2 separate regions of the Rattus norvegicus genome follow, and region 2 is linked to region 1. The links are chromatin contacts, called in public Hi-C maps. All regions are on one chromosome and are shown on one strand. The core of a region is the stretch at or near the end of the contact, and the rest is flanking DNA. Distances in the headings are between cores, read along the strand shown.

Region 1 (7,708 bases), core at 2,186-4,685:
CGTTTCCACCTGGAGCAAAAGGGATATGTGTAACTGGTAAAGGCCATCTCAACTGAACAGAAAAGAAGTATATCCTTCCGGTAGCATCACCAAGAGTCCGATGACCATATGAGCATGAGGACCAGAGAACCCATATAAATGCTGGGCAGGCATGGTGCCCACCTGTGAGTCCAGCACTTGGAAAGCAAGGACCACAGGCTAGCTATATGGATAGACAGACTAGACCAACTAGCAAATTCAGGATTCAACTGAGAGGCCTTGGCTCAATGACCAAGGTAGAGAATGACTGAGGAAGACACCTGATGTCAACCTCAGGCCTCGACTCACATACATATGTACCCACATGCATGTGAACACCCACACACACATGCCTAGGCATATATAGACACCAAACATGCAAACACACAAACACACAGATAAATAAAATAGGAACCCTTCAGCCATCATGTGTCTGTTATAAAGATAACAATCTCCCACCTCAATCCACCGTATACGGCATTCCTACAGGCTAGCATGTACAACCAACAGAACCAATGAAATAAGCATGACTCTGAATGGGGATGTTTGATTCCAAATTCACGTTATACACATCAACATGCTTACACAGAATGGAAAGGGGCCATGAGCTGATACGCAGAAAACAAACAAACAAACAAAACATCCTTTCTTGAAACCATAAAACCCCTCCGCACTGGTTAATACATCCAGTTACTAAACTCAGAATACTGGAGGCCAGAGAGATGGTTCAGTGGTGCAGGGAACACACTGTTCTTCTAGAAGACCCAGGTTCAGTTCCCCACACCAGGCAGCTCAACGCCACCTTAACTCAACCCCGCAGTATCTGACAACGCTCGTCTGGTCTTCTTGGGTATCCAGATTCACTCGCACATGCAGACACGCGGACATATATGAAGTACAGGTAAATAGATTCATAACCAGAACACTGATGAACACGGATCACCCTGAGCTCTTAAACGAGGCCAAATAAACAAACTCCCATGCGTCCTGCACTGTCACTCACAGAAGCTAGAAGCTGAAAGCTATGGTTTTCTCTCATATACACACAAAGGGGTTTAAAATCCGGACTGCATTAGTTAACTGGATTGCTGAGAGCCAGGTGACAGTAATTCTGTCCTTTTAAGACAAAGTCTCACGTGCCCAGGGTTGGCCTCCATTGCTGTGCGTGGACTATGACCTTACATTTCTGAATCTCTTGCCACCCGGGTGCCAAGATTAGAGGCACCCCACCCCTCACTGTTCATTGTGCTGGGGACAGACCCGCAGCTCAAGCACGTATGCAAGCACTCTCCCCTAAACCCTCGTTATTTGGATCTTGTAAATTTTATACCTGTGCTAGTTTCTAACCTTTATATCTTCTATTAAATGTATATCTGTGTGCACACTAATATAATACAGTTCTTGCCTTGCTTTTCCTTTTCTGAGATGGGGTCTCACTATGTATGCCCAACCCCCCTCCTCCTCCCCTCGGCTGGTCCAGAACTCACTATGTAGACCAAGCTAGAAAAGAGCAACAAATCAGACCCAGCCTCCTGGCAGCCTCTGAGGAGTCAAGCATACTCACGGAAGTGGTGTGTTTACTACTGTTAGAAAGACTTCCACTAGTTTGAAGGAGTTGGGGTAGAACTGGGAGCCTAGACAGGACTCCATAGCAGACGGCCAAGAAAAGCCTTAACCAGCGCTTGCCTCACCTACATGAGGATCTGAGTTCAATCTCCAGAACCCATGTAAACATGCCAGACATGGTGCTATGCCCTTGTAATCCCAGGGACAGAAAGATCCCTGGGACTCATTGACCATGCAACTTAGCCTATTTGAGAAGTGCCAGGCCAATAAGAATGCCTCAAAAGAGGTTTTCAGTGTTCGTGAGGGTGACATGGGAGGCTCTATTCTGACCTCCACACATTCACATAGGCACTTCGACAACACACACAGAGAGAGAGAGAGAGAGAGAGAGAGAGAGAGAGAGAGAGAGAGAGAGAGGGAGGGAGGGAGGGAGGGAGGGAGAGAGAGAGAGAGAGAGAGAGAGAGAGAGAGAGAGAGAGAGAGATTTGTACATGGCAAAGAAAACCTACACTATTACAGTCCAGACTCCATGAAACTTTACCTAAAGCAGGGCCACATCAGCCCTTCCTCTGCAATATTGTCTCCTGGGCACTGAACACTGTGACTCGGTAATGAGTAGGGTGAAGATGTAACAGAAGGGTGTGTGAGGGGCACAGGGAGGCAAGATCGGTGCAGTTGAATATGAACGACCACTAGGCACAGTGTCGAAGAAATGGGCACACCTCTGCCAAAGCCTGCCTCCTCCTCGCCCTAGAAGGGGAGCCAGGTGCCCTAGAGGTGTTCCCTACTTCTCTCTGGAAACTGGGACTCTTCACTAAGCTCAGAGCTTTGAGTAAGGCAACTAGAAGAACAACTGGAAATCCCCCAGCCAAGCTCTAAGGGTGGCCCACCGTTAGAAGGTGGTTGAGCTTTTCTTCCCAGCCAGCGTGGTGGAAGTCCTGTCTTGTCTGTAAGAGCGAATGAGTACAGGCTGAGAATTTGACTAATGCATTCCTGGAAAGGTTCTCCCTCCTTAAGCAATGTTCCTGTCCCGGCACGGGGCACCACAGGAGAGGGTGTCCTCAACTCTTGTCATCACCCCGATGTGCGCAGAGCTCCCAAACTTCCTTCATCCTCCCCGGCCCGTGGGACTGGGGGGAGGGGCAGGAGGCTACAAGCCGGGTAGGTGGCGTTCCACCCCGACAAAAGGGAATGAGAGGCTGGCCGCCTGGACCCCGCAGGAGAAGTGCGTCCCAAGGTCACCGACCTCTGCACACCAGGAGCCAGGACAGTCTCACCGCTCGTCTTGTGACTGCCGAGACTCCTGAGCGCAGCAGCCTTGGCCTGGGGGAGCCAGTCTCGCAATGTGAGGGGTCTCCAGACAGCCCGAGATAGGAATTCCCTAGGACATCATGATGTATGAGGCTGCATCTGGGCAGATCTCTGGATGTTCCCTCTCTCCCCAAAGGACCCAGGAACCCTTAAGTTTGCACCCAGCAACACGATGCACCCTGGCACGCCGGGGGACCAGCCGGCTGCCCCTCCAGGAGACCTAGAGCCCGCCTAGGGGCAGACACACCTGAGCAACCGCAGACACTGTGCCCCGCCACTCCAGCCTGGTCCCTGCCCACCGCCCCGGGATCGGCCCTCTCTCCCCAGCAACCCCAGGGTGTCAGGGACAGAGGTCCTCACCTCCGGGAGCCCCTGGCCCTCCGGCCCCTTGGGTAACCCCATGATCCGGATGCGCTGATGTGGAACCGAAGGGAGCCGGTCCTATAACCGGACTGTGATCCGGGTGGGGTGCAAAGCGGAAACTTCCTTCACAGGAGCTGACACTACCACAGCCGGTCGGAGAACCGTGGCCCCGCGGAGCATGCGCACTAGGGCAGAAGCAAGGAGCCACTGCGCCTGCGCTTGCGCCAGGGCAGCCAGCACTGCTGGGCGGGGCTGGATCCTGAGTAACCGATCCTCCCCTCAAGGGCGGTACTGAGCTGAAGATTCCTCCTAAACTACTTTTTATTTCTTTTTTAAATGTTTCTCTTTCTTCTGTTTTTCCTCTTTTACTTTTTCTTTACTTTCGTTTTCTTTTTTAAGTTTTTGTTTCTTAAAATGTTTTCTTATTGTTCTGTCTTTTTCTTGAGACTGTCTTAGCCAGCCTAGCTTAGTACTTGCTGTATATCTGAGGATGACTTTGTACTTCTGATCTTCCTGCTTCCCCATCCCATGTCCTAAGATTATAGGCATGTGCCACCGTGACCAGTTCCCTTTTCTTTCCCGTTTACAAAGTAGCATAAGTTCCCTTATGGCATTTTCATACATACTTAGTTTTACTTGAACCCCCACCTACTTTTCTCTACCATTTCCTTGCCCCGCCCCTTCCTTCTTATATCCTTCTACCTCTAGTATTTCTCCTTTCAACCCTTATATCACTAGTGATCTTTAACGAGTCCCATTCCTTTCCCTTAAGACTTTTTTTTTTTTTTTTTGTCCTGTCAAGAACCACTTTCTAGTTTCTTAGCCTTCAAGGACCTTCTTAAAAGCTATTTCCTTGCGTCATGAGGATGTCTTGCATTCCGGCTCCCTTCCTTTCATTTCCTGGATATCAGATGCTGTGAGTTTGGTTCTCTCCAAGCCTAGCTTTGGAAGATCCCAGCTCCTGAGTCAGCAGTCCCCACTTGGTTACGTTTTGTGCAGCTAAGACCCAGTTCCAGCTATATTTAACACACTCTTGTTCCGGCTATCAATATATGTACCTGGGGACAGAGAACCCAGAGAGAGATTATTACATCTGTTCCCTCCTAGTCTCTGTGTCTTATTTCCAGGAAAATTTTGTTTGGAAATTTATCCCCACCCCATCTTGTCCTGATGCTCTACGTCTTTTTGGGAGACGTGTTTTGCAGAATGCGGAGTTCCGTGATCACATAATATTAGCTGCTGTGCCACTTATGTAATGTGCCCCTTGTCTGTCCCAAAGGATGGTGGCTATACACAGGGTGGTCTTTTCCCACCAGCCCAGCACTGGCTCCATAACGGTGTACCAGCTTACTTTCATTTTGTAAGAAATGGAGGCAGGAGTGCTGTGAAGTCTTTTGCCTTAGAGGAGATCTTTACGGAAGCAGGGGATAGAAGACCGTGAAAGCACATGCTTCTCGCCATCAAAGGGGTTTGCCTTTGTTTCCCTTCCTCCTCTTAATGTCGCTAATAACTTCAATTATTACTTTAGATTTATTTATTTTATTTTAGGTGTTTGAATGTTGTGCCTGTATATATATATGCCTGCACACCGTGTGCGTGCCTCCCACTCACAGAAGTTCAAGGGTATAAGAGCCCCTGGAACCTGAATTTCAGATAGTTATGAGCTACCCATGGCCGCTGGGAATCAAACCCATGTCCTCTGCAAGAGCAAGAAGAGCTCTTAATCACCAAGCCATCTTTCCAGCTCCTACGATAGCTATTCTTGGTTGTCAACCTGACTACCTCTGTGTCTTACTTTATGTTTCATTGCTGTGATGAGACACCGTGACCACAGCAACTCTTATAAAGGACACATTTAATTGGGGGCTGGCTTACAGTTTCAGATACAGTCTAGTCCACTATCGTCATGGCAAGGAGCATGGAGACAGGCAGGAGGATTTGGTCCCAGAGGAGCCTAGAGTTCGACATCTTGATTCGTAGACAGCGGGAGACTGTGCCACACTGGGTGTAGCTGGAGCATAGGAGACCTCAAAGCCTGCCTCTACCATATCACACTTCCTCCAACAAGGCCACACCTCCTAACAGTGCCACTCCATATGGTCAAGCATTCAAACGAATAAGTCTATGCGGCCCATTCCTATTCAAACCACTACCATCTGAAGTGAACTACAATCCAGAAATGGAGAGCACACCTGTGAGAGATTTTCTGCTTAGTCTGAAGTGGGTGAATCCACTTCTAGTCCAGACCTTTAAGGCAGGAAGACACAGCCTTTGACCTGAGTCTTGAGGAAGGAAGACAAGTCTTTAATATAGGCCACACCTTCTACTGGAAGGTGTAAGGACACAGACACTGAAGAAGGAAGGTTTTTGCTCTTTGCCTGATTGTCCTCTCAACGTGCTAATACATCCATTCCTTTGCTGACATTAGAGCCTACTCTGGAACAACAGCATATACTGAAGGCCAGCCGAGACATCCGGCCTTGTGGAACTGAGCAATTTCTGGATTCTTGAACTTTCTGTTCACAATCAGCTATCGTTGGATTAGCTGAACTGCAGCCCATAAGTCATTCCAATAAATCCAATGAATCCACACACAGAGATTCATTCTATAAATTCTGTTACTCTAGGGAACCCTGACTGATACAGATCCTATTCCTGAAGTGTTAAAAAGCTGATACGAAGTAAATGTTTGTCCTTAGAAAACTTCAAACTTTGTACTTTGGGGGTTTATCCAAACAGATCAGTGGCTTCTCTAGACACAGAGCACACACATGGTAGGAAGAGCCTTATAAACTTCATTCCCTGACTAAAGACAGAGACCAGTCTGTAATGTGATTGTTTTGCAAGCGTGAAGAGCTGAGGTTGATCCTCATAATCCAGTGAGAAATTCCAGGAGTGGTTGTGGTGTGCTTGTATTTCCCTGCCAGGAAAGACCCTTGGGGCTTTCTAACCAACCATTCTGGCCTCAGCCGTGAGCTCCAGGAAAAGGTGAACCCAAAACAAGAGGAAGCTACCTGAGTCCCCATAACAGGAGAAATTTGAATAAGAAAAAAAAAAGTGCTGAGAAGAGAGCCCTCCCCTGGGTTGGAGCTCTTGCTCTCAAACAATAAAACTCATTTCTAAAGTGCTCATTCATAACTCTCTCGAAAGATCTTATTTTTATAACCCCCAAACTGTCCTTCACTGACTTGGTGTATACTGATAATTGTACCCATTGGCTTCAGGACAGGTGAACATGGTTGTAAAGTAGCCCATGTCAAAGGTGTCAAGAACAGGATGCAGAGAGCTGATGACATGGGTCCCCTGTTGTAAATGCCATCACAATGTTTTAGATCAAAAATAAAATGTGTTAAGTGTCTCTGTGTGGGTTTGAGTACATGAGTGTATTTGTCCTTGGAGTCCAGAAGTAGTTATCAAATACCTTGGAACTAGACTTAGAGCTTGTGCACTGCCAACTACTGGGAGCCATCTTTCTAGGTACCCTTTCCAGTGGTTTAAATAAACAGGAGTCAGTAACTTTAGTACTCAGCTCTCTCTGAACAGTGTTTCCTGCCTTGAGTTCCTGCCCTGACTTCTCTTCATGATGGGCAATAAGTTGTAAGATGAAATAAGCCCTTTCCTCCCCAACTTGATTTTGGTTATGGTGTTTATCACAGAAAACTGGGACCGTGTGTGTGTGTGTGTGTGTGTGTGTGTGTGTGTGTGTGTGTGTGTTTGTGGTGTTTCTGTGTGGTGTGTGGTGTCTCTGTGTGGTGTGTGTGTGTACTCTGTGTGTGGATGTATGCACATGAAGGTCAGAAGAGGAGTTCCAAGCAATTATGAGCCTCCTAAAATGAGTTCTGCAAATAGAATGAATCATCTGGAAGAATTGCAAGTGCTCTTAAACACTAAGCCATCTCTCCAGGCCTCCTCCTCCTCCTCCTCCTCCTCCTCCTCCTCCTCCTCTTCTTCCTACTTCTCTTCCTCCTCCTCCCCCTCCTCCTCCTCCTCCTTCTCCTCCTCCTTCTCCTCCTCCTTCTCCTCCTCCTTCTCCTCCTCCTCCTCCTCTTCTTCCTTTTCCTCCTTCTCCTTCTTCTCCTCCTTCCCCTTTCCTCCTCCTTCCCCTCCCCTCCTCTTCTTCCTCTTCCTCCTCTTATTCTAAACTTGGGTTCTGGGGATCAAACTCAGTTCTCCTGCTTGCAAGGCAAGCATTTTACCCACTGAGCTGTCATTGCTATCTCTTCTTCCTGAAAGTTCTTAACTGTATACTGTTCTTAAGTGGTAAAGCTTTTACCCTTGTGCCACATTGCATTCTATATTTAGCATGATTTGCTTTTTTCTTTCTATTAGGGATTGACTGTAGAGCATTGCACAAGCCAGACAAGCACTGTAGCACTATACTACCTCTCAACCTTCTTTTCACTTTCTATTTTGAGATAAGATCAGACCTCACTAACTTGCCCAGGATAGT
Region 2 (7,708 bases), core at 2,171-4,670, 140 kb before region 1:
GTGCTTCTATCAAACATATCCTGGTTCATATATATATATATATATATATATATATATATATATATATATATATCACAGCACCTACTATGAGAATTTTTAATGATAGGTTAAAACCTACAATCAAATACAGATGCGATAACTAATTATGAATGTCCTTAAATGTCTGTTTCGTAGATACTTGATATAAAATGTGTTCACAGTGCACAGCCCAGAGGTGAACAATTAATTTCCTATTTTGTTTTTGTTTATCAAGGCAGGGGTTTTCTGTGTAGCTCTGACTGTCCTACATCTAGATCTATAGACCAGACTGCCCTTGAATTCACAAAGATCTTCATCCTGAGTTCTGGGATTAAAAGTGTGTTCCACCATGGCCATGCAATAATTAATTTTAAAGCAATCAGATAGCCCTGTAAAGGGTGAGCTCAGCAATAAACACCAAGATTTCAAAGACACAACAACAATTTACGTTTGGATTTGTAACTGAATCCTAAGTATTTTTATTCAGATTTTTCATGGACAGTGACTAAAATATGATTTGTGAGAGGCTGAGGAGACAGCTCACTTGGTAAAGTTCCTGCTGTGCAAACATGAGGACCTGAGTCTAAATCCATCAACCAAGTGAAAGACAGACTAGGTGGTGGTCATGTTTAATCATGAAACTCGTGGACAGAGACAGCAAGATTCCTAGAGAGTGCTGACCAGTCCAGGTGAATCAGTGAGTTCTCCACTCAGTCAAAGAATCTTGTTTCAAAAAATAAAACAAACTTGCTATTTAGTAAGACACAGGGCATTGACTTCTGCTCTCTACAGGCATGCGCACGCACTCGCACAAACACAAACACAAACACACACACACACACACACACACACACACACACACACACACACACAAAGAAAACCTCAAATGTATCTGATCTAGCCCTATAGCTTTTGTGACCCTACCAAACTGTGCCATTTGATTGCCTAAAGACAATCAGGTTGTGAAATAGCAGCACAGCCTGCTAATTTACAGTATATTACAGTAATGTAGCCCTTTTAAGACTCCTATATGCTGTACAGTGGTGAATTTTGTAGAAAATGGTATGCAAAAGTTTATAGACTATCACTTCATGTGGTCTGGGGATGAAGTTCCTGCCATTATGCCCAAAGACCTGGATTTAATCCTCAGTTCAACAACAACCAACCATAAAAGAAAGTAAAGAAAAAACCCTATTTTAGAGATTAGATCAGGTGTGACCACTACTTCTAACAATTCTAAGGTGTTGATTACAGACTGACTTATCCCATGAATCAAAGCCCTTCTTATCTGATTAGAGTATAGGAAATCTACATTGTACTTTACAAACACTGTTCTTGGTTTAAGGATCCCAGGAGAAAATTCAAAGAATAGCAAGGGTAAAGCGTGTGTTTTCATCAAAGGACATCCCTGGATGTCAGGATTCTCTGAAGTAACAGGACTTAATAGAATGATCTAGGTAGATAGATAGATAGACAGATAAATAGACAGATAGATAGATAGATAGATAGATAGATAGATAGATAGATAGATAGAAAGATAGAAAGATAGATAGAAAGATAGATAGATAGATAGATAGATAGATAGATAGATAGATAGATAGATAGATAGATTAGATTAGATAGGTAGGTTGATTGACTGATTGATTGATCAATTGATAGGTTATGATTTACTAGAATGACCTACAGGCTGCAGTCCAGCTGATCCAACAGTGGTGGCTGTGAATAAAATGTCCAAGAATCCAGTAGTTACTCAGGCCACAAGCTGGTCTCAGCTACTCTTCAATACATGCTGGAATCCCAAAGAAGTAAACTCTAATGCCGGTGAAGGAAGGAATGGGCTAGCAAGGCCAGGGCAAACAGGCAAAGAGCATTGGTCCATGTTCTTATACCTTCCATCAGAAGGTATGGCCCAGATTAAATGTGGACCTTCCAGCCTTCAGATCCAGATCAAAGGCTTATGTCTTCTTCCTTCAAAGGTCTGAACTAGAAGTGTATTTGACCATTTTAAACCAAGAAAAGTCCTCCTTTTCTGGGTTGCAGTTCATTCCAGATGCAGTCAAGTTGGCAACAAGAATAGCCATCACAGATATCAGGCACTATCTTGAGACATGGTTTCTCCTGGGCCTGGTCCTAGAAGGAAGCTGGCATCTGAGCACCACTACAACTGGCTTTCTTTCTATGAGAGGTAGATGGAATTCGGGTCTTTGTTTTTGCAAGGCAATCTCTTCACAGACTGAGCCATCTCCTGTGCCCCAATTATAATACTTCTAGACACTTAGGAGTAAAGTGTAGCTCCATCGGTATGGTGACCACCTACATAAAAAAGGCCCTGGGTTCAATACTCAGCACTGAAATGCTGAATTAAAGATTCCATCTGCAGGCCCATCCCCGGACACACACACTCTCTCTCTCTCTCTCTCTCTCTCTCTCTCTCTCTCTCTCTCTCTCTCTCTCACACACACACACACACACACACACACACACACGTACATCTAAGCATAATGTATGATGAATGAAGACTTCACCCAAATGTCCACCCTGAAACCAGGAACCTTGTTAGGTGGTTCATGAACTTCCCTGTCAGTATGTGTTCTGTTACTATGATTCTGTCTTCATGGAAGTCATGTAAAAATTCTGTTTTACCTATGGCATTCATCATACATCTACCGCACACCAGCACAAAAGAAAAAGAAAAGAAATGAAAAGAAAGAGGGGGGAGGGAGAGGGAGACAGGGAGACAGGGAGACAGGGAGACAGGGAGACAGGGAGACAGGGAGACAGGGAGAGAGAGGGAGACAAGGAAAGAGAGAGAGAGAGAGAACGCAGCCCTGGAAAATTGAGGAAAAACTATGCTGTGAGGAAAGACATTTGTGTGATACAGGGCCCAAGTTGTTATATTTTTGTTGTTGTTCTTGTTTCCTTAGTCTTTTTGTTTCGTTTGGGGCGCGCTGGGTGGGTGTGGAGTGCTGCTCTGTGGATGAGGCTGGTCTCAACTCACAAAGATCCACTTGCCCTGCCTTCCTTGTGCAGAGATTAAAGGCGAGCACCACCACGCCCGTCTACCAAGAAGACTTTAAGACTTAAACCTCTTCTGACCGGAAACTGACACCACTCTAACAGTGAAGGAGAACAGATTTTTCTGAGCCACAAGGAATTCTGTCTTCCAATCAATCGGATTTTTTATTGTTCAGTCTTGGTTTGTAAAACTAGCGGGCCATTAGCAAGGCAAACAGGTTCACAACGCGTCCTCCAGTCCCCAGAGGGCGCTGCAGGAAATTCGGTCTCCAAAGGAAACCCAGCTCTCGCCAGAAACCGTTTCCGCCCAAAGCATTTCCGCCCCGCGGGTCCGCCGAGTCCAGCGATACAACACTTCCGACTCGGAACTGCGCACGTGCATCTGTCGCTCGGTGCAGACGGCTGGGCAACCCGGCAACATGTCGCAGTTACAGATGAAACTCCTGCGCAAGAAGATCGAAAAGCGGAACGCCAAGCTGCGGCAACGGAACCTGAAGCTGCAAGGTGAGCTGTGCTGAACCCCGCAGTGTCGAACGACTTCGGGAACCCAGAAACTCGGCGGTGCGCCGGGCAGCTTCCGGCGGGAGCCCGGCATGCGCCGCACGAGCAGGCCTCCTGGGTCCCAGCCCCAGTGCACCCTGCTCTTTGCGGGTGTGGGTTTCTCGGCACGGGGTGGAAGTGAGAGGCCTCGAACTTACTTCCCAGCATTATGTTGGCAGGACATTCAAAACCTAACTATTACCCTAGACTCCCCCATCATCTTTAGTCCCCATGGAGAACTTTGTATCTAGGTACTACCCTTTGCGGTTCCCGACTTTTACTTAGTTCTTGGATCTCATCCTCTGCCCAAACTTTTATGAATTCTTTTTCTCGGAGCTTTCCCAGTGATGATACTGCTGTCTTTCTTAGCTTGTTCTCTTCATTCCTGCAGGGATCCTCCTCGCATGTTAAACGCAGAACTCTCCCAGGGTTCTTGTGGCACACAACTTAGTTTGTAAATTCCTTAACATCTTGGTTTTGGCACAAGGGCTTAAGTGAAAAGTTGACACTTGTCACTCTCTTGTTGCAGTTTTTGTAGCTTGTTTAGGTTACCTCCCTGTAAGATACAAGGTTCTCAACCTTTCTAATGATGTAGCCCATTATTAAAGTTCCTCATATTGTGATGACCCCCACCCACCACAAAATTATCTCGTTGCTACTTTATAGCTGTAATTTTGCTACTGTTATGAATCGTAATGTAAATATCTGATATGAGACTCCTGTAGTGGGGGGTCGAGTGACCAGTAGATTGAGAATCACTGAATTAAGTCCTCCGTGGGAAGTGCTGAGGGAAATTGACTCAACCCACATGATTTTCAACAGATAGTAATTGAAAGCGCAGAGGCCGTGGTGGGTTTTAGGCATAAGTATTGAAGTTTCTTCATTTAGTACCTGTAGAATAATTAACGCCGCTTAGTAGCTACTTCTTGGTGTAGGTAATATTGTAAACTAAAGATGGTGTTGCCTCGTAAGGATAGTTTGGGGCTTTAATAGGGCAAATGAGTGGTTTTCGTTAACTGAATTTTCAGTTCACCAAAGTCTAGGAAAGTTGGGTTTGAGTGATGTGAAATTATATAAGTAATAACTGTAGGAATGTGAAACATTCAGTTATGTTTATCAAATGCTTAGCACTGGCTATCCCAGTACTAGCTCAGTTATACCAGGCTGGTCTCAAACTCAGAGATCCACCTGTCTCTGTCTCCCAAGTGCTGGGATTAAAGGTGTGTGCCAGCAACACCAGCAGTCCAGATACTTACGTTAAAAATATATTTCTTCTCATTGCTGCTTACTAATCATTTGATTTAATTATGTGACCTTGCCGACATTTTTCATAGACTTCTGTATGCCAACTAAGGTCTTTTGAAGTTAAAACAACTTTAAACAATTGGGAGGTCCAGAAAGCCCGGGATTTTTTTTTCCTGCGAATGTCAGCGTTTAAGCTTTCTCTTGTCACAGTGTAAGTTCTGTCTTTAAACAGAAGCATCAGACAGGAGCCTGTCACAGCCTGAAAATGGAGATGTGCCTGAAGAACTAGGAAAAGGTGGAAAAGCTAAAAAGGCCCTGAAGCATTCTGTGACTGCAGGCTCAGCAGAAGCACAAAGTAGAGGCGTGCCCGAGGAGACTGTGGAAAATGCCAAAGTTAAAAAGTCACCCCAAAAACTTACCATTTTAACCAATGGAGAAGCAGCAGCAATGCCATCTACAGATCCAGAACTAAAGAAGAAAAAGAAGAAGAAGAGGAAAATTGGAAATGACACTGAGCCTGGTGGGTTTTTTGCTTTTCGTATTTGCCATTCAGATAGATTTTCAACTCTTGGTCACGTCCCTCTATTGTGTGTGTGAAGCGTCCCCTGTGCTCACCAGCGTGAGACTAGCCTGGGAGCTAAACAACACGGTTTATTATTGGTGGACAAGGGAGGCAGGTTTGGAGTTTTCCCCAGGTTGGCTACCCTTGGGGAAAGTTCTTTACATTTATAGTACTCCACTAAGGGTTGTGGGGAGCAGATCGTTGGGCTGTGTAGATAAACTGGATGGACCATCGCATCATCTTTTGAGTGTGCATATTTCCATGGCTTTAGAACTTTAATGAACACAGCCTGAATCCAGGCTGGAATGGGAGGCATCTCCCTGGGCTTTTGTGTGTGAAGGCATTCGCCTTAGTCATTCTGTGACCTTTTGATTTACTTGTCTCCTGCTCGTATATTGTTTATAAGCCCTCTCCCCCAGAAGCGCTGATTTGCAAAGTCTAAGATAACGCATAGGAAAGTTGTGAGTAAATAAGACATTGGTCTTTCATGTGAGTGGACGATACAGGGTAGTGCTGAAGAGCAGGAGGAGGAAGATGGCAGCAAATTCTGGTGCACACAGATGAGCCTCCTGTTGAGGTGTGAACAAGCAAATGGGGCAGGGTGAGGTGGTTTGAGTGCTGCAGGAGCATACTTCTGTGCTTCTTCCCAGCAGCCCAGTTTGGATCACCGGCTAAGAAACCATCGCCCTTGCTCTAGCCTTAACATCTGTGGGAACAGGAAAAGCCCAAGCTTTTAGTGTTTCATCTTCAAAGCAGAAGCTACTTACAGAGGTGTAATGGCAAGAGGAGAAAATATTGGTGCTTGTGTGGGTTCAAGGCCAGCCTAGCTCATAAGTTGAGCTCCAGGCAGCCAGGGCTACACAGATAATTTTTGTTGGGGAGGTTGGGGGGGGTCAATGATTCTTTTTTAAATCTGGAATAGTGTAATGCTTAAGAAACTTTAAAACATTGTTTTGTTTGCAAATCATTTATACCCCAACATTTTAAATATTGAACCAAGTCTCTTCCTGAAAAAGGTTTGTAACAAGTATCAAATGTTAGCATAACATTAAGCTTTGAAAAATGTATTTCTTTACATAACCAATGTTCCGTTCCCATTGGTTATTTTAATAATAAAAGAGTTTTTATTTGTTTGTTTTTTAAACCAAGATCCCAAAAAAGCAAAAACTGAAGAAGGCACGGAGGCTCGTGAGGAACCAGAAGGGGCTGGTGAGGAACCAGAAGGGGCTGGTGAGGAACCAGAAGATGGTGTGAAGGAGGCAGATGACAGTGAGGTGCCCAGTCTGCCGTTGGGAGTGACAGGTGATGGTCAGGGACTTTTCCAGGTGTCTTGTCTTAGATGTGTCACATTTCTCTGCATGACGGAAGGTTCCATTGTGACCTTTAATTATCAGCCCACATGAGTTTTGTATCTTTGTGCTGTTTTCCCTCTTCTGCTTTGTGGTACCTGGGCACTTTTCTCCATCCCTTTTCTTTCTTTCTCTGTGTTCCTAATATTTAAATAGTTTCATATTCTCACAGCTTCTGGGATTCAAGGGTTTCGGCTAGAATTTATCGTTCTAACCAGAATTGCATAGGAGTTGTTTGAGCTGTTTTTAGGAGATCTTGCTTGCTTGCTTGCTTGCTTAGTATTGTAATGCTTAATTGAGATTGCTAAAGTCACCTGGTAGTACTGTGCTGAGGGCAGTCTACAGAAGAAAATTAGAGAAGTTACAGAAGTGACTCATCAGCAGGACAGTTTTGCACCCCAAGTCAAGCAGCAAGCTTGTCTCAGAAATATCCATGTTAGCACCTAAAGTCGTACACTGCAAGCCTGACTATGGGCAGTCTACTGACATCTAGAGTGTGGAGGTGCCTGCCACACAGCATCTTGAGACACATAGCATAGCCCCTTGCCCAGCATGCACAAGGTCCTGAATTTAGTCCACACACACACACACACACACACACACACACACACACACACACACACCCCGCACAAAAAGAATTCTCCAGCCCAGTGTCAATTTAGATGTTCCTTTTTACAATGGGGCTGTATATCCCAGTAAACTCACTGAAGTTCAGAACAGAAGTCAAGAATGCATGGACGCATGCTACCTTCTGTAAAAGTGTCTTTTATTCCCGATGTAAGTCTCGAAGGCTCGCTGCTTCTACCTAACCTAACCTGGGCCTGGGCCTGGAAGCTTCTTACCTAGACCTAGAATGTTTTCAGCCTCTGAGACTTAAGCTCACTCTTTCTAGGTCTTTCTGAACTCCTTTCCTTGTTGACTGATTCAAACTGGCTTCAGCTTCTGACTGAATTGCTCTGCTTGGCCTCATATGTTCTAA

Evidence for each region. Hi-C and Micro-C count contacts between places; a contact is called where the count stands out from the background.
Region 2: a Hi-C map of liver shows a contact between it and region 1, with 2.6 times the contacts expected there. The contact joins the promoter of Ddx18 here to the promoter of Ccdc93 in region 1. A contact is called at or near these places in 2 of 12 Hi-C or Micro-C datasets (liver and psoas muscle).

Annotation. Positions count from the first base shown.
Region 1 is chr13:35,156,105-35,163,812 of GRCr8, reverse strand. It overlaps Ccdc93 (coiled-coil domain containing 93), which reads right to left and starts at 3,435. Exons shown (of 24, transcript NM_001024997.1): 1 at 3,256-3,435; 2 at 1-9. The coding sequence starts at 3,297.
Region 2 is chr13:35,291,684-35,299,391 of GRCr8, reverse strand. It overlaps Ddx18 (DEAD-box helicase 18), which reads left to right and starts at 3,420. Exons shown (of 13, transcript NM_001006996.1): 1 at 3,420-3,537; 2 at 5,051-5,338; 3 at 6,530-6,682. The coding sequence starts at 3,453.